2 separate regions of the Salmo salar genome follow, and region 2 is linked to region 1. A link is a contact called in public Hi-C data. All regions are on one chromosome and are shown on one strand. Each heading gives the region's core, a stretch centred on a gene start, on an enhancer-like site or on the middle of the called end of the contact. The rest is flanking DNA. Distances are from core to core; before and after follow the strand shown.

What was found. A called contact is a pair of places that touch in the nucleus more often than the background predicts.
Region 2: a contact with region 1 is called in a Hi-C map of muscle, with 2.4 times the contacts expected there. The contact joins the promoter of LOC106613785 here to the enhancer-like site in region 1. A contact is called at or near these places in 3 of 3 Hi-C or Micro-C datasets (blood, gill and muscle).

What each region holds. Positions count from the first base shown.
Region 1 is chrssa10:22,449,240-22,452,276 of Ssal_v3.1, forward strand. All of the region lies in intron 4 of LOC106613785 (single stranded DNA binding protein 4), which reads right to left. Among protein-coding and RNA genes, the nearest start is that of LOC106613785, 59 kb to the right of the region's middle. Within about 2 kb of position 1,477, at least 7 of the 13 cell types and tissues checked have an H3K27ac peak or open chromatin away from gene starts, as enhancers often do. A contact at or near this core is called in muscle, where this site is marked.
Region 2 is chrssa10:22,508,150-22,511,186 of Ssal_v3.1, forward strand. It overlaps LOC106613785 (single stranded DNA binding protein 4), which reads right to left and starts at 1,589. Exons shown (of 18, transcript XM_045687512.1): 1 at 1,320-1,589. The coding sequence starts at 1,375.

The sequences.
Region 1 (3,037 bases), core at 227-2,726:
TATGATGGTATAATTGATTCATTAATACATACATAGATGTCTCAAATATTTACAAACAAATTTCAAACGTAAAATGATATTGAACTCAAACGATGGCCAACAATTGAACAGCAGTAGCTGAGTATATCTGTCTGAACCAAGTGCGCAGTATCGTTTGGTATCGCGTATCGTTTTGGTATCGCGTATCGTTTTGGTATCGCATATCGTGATGGTAACAAGTATTTTGATACTAAACCTGGTATCGGTATTGAAGTACAAATTCTGCTAAGAGAAGAGAACACTCCTCATTAACAAGCCATTGTTGTTGAAACACACACAGGCCAACTAATGCTGTGGAGACCACTTGTTTTACAGTCGATGGGGGTCAGTTAGTGAACAAACACACACGGCGGTGGACGCACAAGCGTGCACACACACACACAGAACAGTTTGCGCATACAAGGCACTAAGAGTACCATTTTATAGTTCAGTGAAACTGATGTATGATTCACTATGCCTACATGAAATTACAACATATCATGATTTTTAAAATGACACTGCAGGCTTCTGGGGTTCAGTCTGGCCAAGAACAGGCACTAGGACCCAGGGGAGATCCCTCAAAATGTTCCCCCATACCCTTTAACACACAGTGCCCAGGCTGCCTCCTGTTCTCCCTCCTCCTCCCTCCCTCTCCCTCTCTCTCTATGCTAATTTTGCATGTGAACATGAGCAGGCCGCAGAGTCCCTGGAGGAGAAATAGGGTCGTCTGCCTCCGCTCTTCTCCTTCTCCCTCCTCCTCCTGCCCCAACACCCCTCAGCCAATAGAGTCTGGGTGTCAGGCAGCTCACAGAAGCCGTTGTCATGGTGACAGGTCCTGTCTGTGCTCTGTCCCTGAGGCATCCCAGATCGAGAAAGCATCGTGTTTATGAGAGAGAGAGAGAGAGAAAAGAGATGAGGCCAGACAGAGAGAAAAACAGGGCTAGAGATAGACGTGAGGGACTGAGAGGGGGAGGAGAAGGAGGGATAAAACTGCCCTACTTTGACCAGCTATTGTTCTGCTTATGTGGGGTTGGGGATGGCGGAGCACAGGGGGTGGTGAGGGCGGTGTGTGGGCCAGGTCGGGTAGGCCTCCCCGCTGCGGGGCTCACATGGCCTGCAGACACCCAGGCATCTCACACCCCTATTCCTGGAACCTCCACCCAATCTCTGACCTTTCCTCAACTCCAGCAGACAGGGCTGACCCAGTCACAGGGCCAGTCCCCCATTTATTCAACCCTCTTTGAGGGTCACACATGGACCCCCCCTGCAGATTCGCTCCGGATCATGTAACAAGCCAGAAACACCCTGCACCTGGTGTTGCCTAAAATAAGGTCCCCAGCCGCTGATCCGTGGCATGACGACAGGCTGCTCAGTGGGGCAGTGTCAACGACAGGGCCAGGGCTCCATCAGTCCTCCTCACCCATAGACTGGCACTACGGAACATCACAGACACAGCATCATGAAAAGGAATACAACACACACACACACACACACACACACACACACACACACACACACACACACACACACACACGGCACTAACATATGGCAGCAGCACCATAGCCTAACCATGCCAAAGCCTTCATAGAACATCTAGCCAAGCCAGATATGAACTAATAGCTGCTTGGCCATTCTCCTGGTTTCTCTATTATTGTAAACTACGGTAATGGTGATATTATTGCACAGGTGACAGGGAACAGGGCTCCAACATACAGTGAAACCTGGGAACATTATTTCCCAAAATTCACACTGCTTGTTAATCATCCACTGCTACAGTATTGCTGCCATCGTCACATAGTAAGAGCATATGAGGAACACAGAGCAGACGATAGCACCAGTGTCAACATTTCAACAACAGATACCCAATGATCTGGCCATCAGTGTGGACACCATTGCCAGAGAGCAGGTGGCGGCATTGGGGCGAGCCATGCTCCCCCTCCCCATAGGACTCAACCTAGTCACCACCCTCTCTGCGTTAGTACTATACTCTACCTTTTGCAATAGGCTAAGAAATAATAACCTAACGTTCTCTAAATGAAGTGAGCGTAACGCATATTGTGTACACTTGACTCTCCTTGGCGAGGCCTTTCCGAGGCATTAATTTCAAGGTAAACAATTGAAGAGGCACATTACTCCCACAGGAGCTTCTGAGGCTGGAGGTTAGTTAAGCCCCTTTTCATCAAATCAGAACAAGTACCAGTTGGAAGCTAATCCCGTTTGGCGACCGGACCCCTCCACTGAAATGGCACAGCAGGGTGCGCTGATGAAAGAGGGAGTGATATGAGGCACATGAAAGGCTGAAGAGGCTGGGGCACAGCCACCGTTTAGCCAGCATTGTGTTGCGCCACTGTACAATAAGCTAGTTAGATCTTTAAAATGGAAAAATATGGTTCAAGTCATTTAGTTATTCGGAGAAAGGCAGCCGTCCAACACATCCCTGGATACGAGGCTCTGCTATGAACATTTAAAGCCACCTGATGCAGCTATTAAGACAGACCTCTCTATAGGAACCAATGTTCTACTGTTGGTCATTGTTGTTACCACCTAAATGTCCAAAATAAATAGCTCCAACCTTGATTCAAGTCATTATAAATTATTTGGAAAAACAAAAATTAAAAAACATGTTTGACTGATGTGGAATTGGAATGATTCGGACAAGACAGACAACAATTTTTTTATACTGATGTGTACAAATCTAATGGACTATTTAAAAACTGAGGTAGGTATTCATATCTATCAAATCAAAGTTTATTGGACACGTACACTGATTTGCAGATGTTATCGCAGGTTCAGCGAAACGCTTGTGTTTCTAGCTCCAAAAGGGAAGTAATACCTAGCAAAAAAATAAAATACAATCCTCAAAAATGTCTAAAAGAAATTAAGAAATATCAGAACAAACAATGTCAGAAACCAGAATATAAATATATATACTATATGTATATAAATATTTATAAACTGGGTGGTTCAAGCCTGGAATGCTGATTGGCAACAGCCATGGTATATCAAACCCTATACCACG
Region 2 (3,037 bases), core at 339-2,838, 59 kb after region 1:
TAAAAAGTATTTATTCATACATGAGGGAAAAAAAAGCAAAATGCGATAGCGTAGCTATCCAGTTGCCTTGATCTAATCGTATTCACAGTATTGACTGTGATCTTGGGACAAGAAACTCTGTTCATAATTGTGTCAGTCATCGGTTACACAGTCTGTGAAGGGTAAATATGTAACAAAGTGTTTCTCATATCACAACCTTCTTGGAATCATGCTGTTCCATGAAGGAAGCGGTGCTACTCTTATCAGAATCCCTACACAATAGTTTGTGTAGCATAAAAAGCAAAAAAGTACATAAGATGTAGCCTTCATGTAAAGCACTGGTTTAAATCTGAGTCTCCATTTATGATCAAAACCGTTCATCTGACATTTTAAAAGTTGTGGCAGTTTCTCTGCTTACCCCTAAAGAGGATAAAAGAGTCGTTTGAACTCTGATATAGCAGTTATTATTATTCAAAGCATCATAATGAGACAATATTTCATCAAAAGGATTGAGATCATTGTTAGTCCTAGGTTTTTAAAACATGTATCAGTTCGATATAGTCTAAAAATGTTACAGTAACACTCCAACATAGATGATACATTGCTTATACCATGCTTAAAAAAAGTTTACGTATGTATAAACTTCCTTTACCATGGAGTGGAGTTTAGTCTGCTGATGTTGGTATAAGTAAAGTTTAATTTAACAGACAAGACAAAGTCCTCGTCATTTGCTCAAGTGGGATGTCCTGTACAAGTCCTTAATAAACACGAATATGGCAAGAAAACATGTAGCATAGACGTCTAGAAGATATCTAGTAGACCTTCTGTACGGGTCGATTGCATTTTGAAAAGTCCCTCGTAACACGTCTCAAAACTTTACACATTCAAACAATGTGAGAGTCAGCGTCCATGCAACTCCATCTAGAAAGACATTAGACGTATTCCATATTTTAAAACAGAACCTCAAGAGAAAATCTTTTTTCGCAGTAGCAATACTGTAACTTCATGCAATCGCTGCATGCGCGCTACATTGTATCTTTAAATTCCAGAAAGCGACACATTTGTAACCCCAAATGAAACATAACTACAAAAGACGAACAACTCTTCCGTGCGTTGCGTTCACAACGTGCGAGAATTTTGTAATAAATATCATCTAAAAGAACGAGAAAGTGCAACTAACAAGAAAAAAAGTTAAAGAGACGTACCACGGCAGGGGTAAACAACACTCAGGAGAGCGAGCGAGTACTGTACACACCTTTAAATTATGGTAGCTATAGTTTAGAAAGTTGGAACTTCCTTTTAACCATGTAAAACTCTTAAATGGTGCATAATTCACTTACTTTTCTCTCGCTTGACTATCGGAAGGGACGACAGCTCCTTTACCTTTGGCGTACATGCTGGATTCTGTTTTAAGACTTTTACCCCTCTCAACACCTGTCAAAGAAAGCAGCCAGGAAAACGTTCTATCTCCATAGCTACCCCTTTAGTGTTTTTCCTCCCCCCTCCTTTTTTTTTTTTTTTTTTACATCTCCAACATTGGCCACAAATCAGGCACAGTTTCTATTGGGGGGACTTGAAACAGACCGCTGGTGGATTTTTTTTCCCCTCTTAACCGCTGTTCGAGAATGTATTCTTACTCCCTCCGCTATGGAATGGTAGGGGCTTCTTAAAGGGGAACGCACACTCTTCTTGTTTACTGACCTCAGAAACATGTAAGAGATTGAGATATGAAAAACAGACTAACTGAAGCCCTCAGTTTAAGGCCTTCGTACTTGCTTGAATATAAATGTTCAAAATGGCAATTTTGTCTGACCATGATACAAAAAGTATTTACTTTATAGATGTCTCTTTTTTCTACCAGGTTACAATGAATGGACTGAACTGAATAATGTACCCATTAGAGAGCTCTCAGCATTACAATTCTGACTGGGAAAAAAGGAGACTTCTATGGGTAACATACGTAAGACATGTATCATCATAATCAATACAAATAAATATCTAGGTTTCGCAATGAATAACTACGATTCAGAAGAGAACATGTCTAAGAAAACTGGGTAGGCCATAGCAAGCTTTATTTTGAGAGGCCACTCACTCAGACCTATACAGACTTCTTAAATGTCCAGTCCCTGAAAGAGAAACAAATGGATTGTGCTCACTAACTGGGAGAGTACATGAGCTTTGTGTACTACATTTCACTGTCAGCTGATGGTTTACATTTCTCAGATCATACATTCAAAAGGGCTCTACTGGATTGACCAAAGTCTCAAGGCCATTTTCGCTGCACTCCAACGTTGACTTAATTTACTGAGCAGTTCTAGGGAGGTGAGGGGCTGGACAAATACATTTCACGGTAGCTAATTGAATTATACAAATAGCCAAACTGACCATTGTGTGAAAGGCTACTGCCAGCATTAAAACATATCAAAATAATGAGTCAGTCTCCCCAAAATGTATCAGTTTAAGTATTGTGCATCACAACTGAGTCACAGATTTGTAATATATTTTACTGAGGATGTAAATATGCCTGTTGTTGGGCATATTAGGTTTCTCCATTGTGTAAAAGCATTATTTAAACTGCCTCTTTAAGAACATCACGTGTGTGATGACATGCAAGAGATCAGACATTCATTAATTGCTATGATCATTGATCTTCTGAAGAAGCTATTCCTTTTCCTTTCTTTCTGTGCCCCCAAATGTTCGAATATAGCCTACTAGCAAAGATTGTAAAGTATGAAGATGCCTAGAAATTGCTTTTCCAAAATAAATCCCTGATCAAGCTTGTAGGTGATGTCATGGCGAGTTGGTTAGCTAAGCTCATGCCAGAAACATGTCATCGGTCTCTAGATCTTCTCGCGCCGAACTGCGCATGTGTAGGCCATCAAATCAAAGGCACTTCTTCGATATCAAGTTGTTTTTGATGAAAACGTGTCAGTTTGTTACTTTCACTAAGTTGGCGTAATAACATGTACAGCTACTTTAGGCATTGACTCAAATCTAGGTGTGCCTTTAAATCTCGAGCAAATTAACAACTAAGGAAGAATTTTTCACTTCTCCCAGT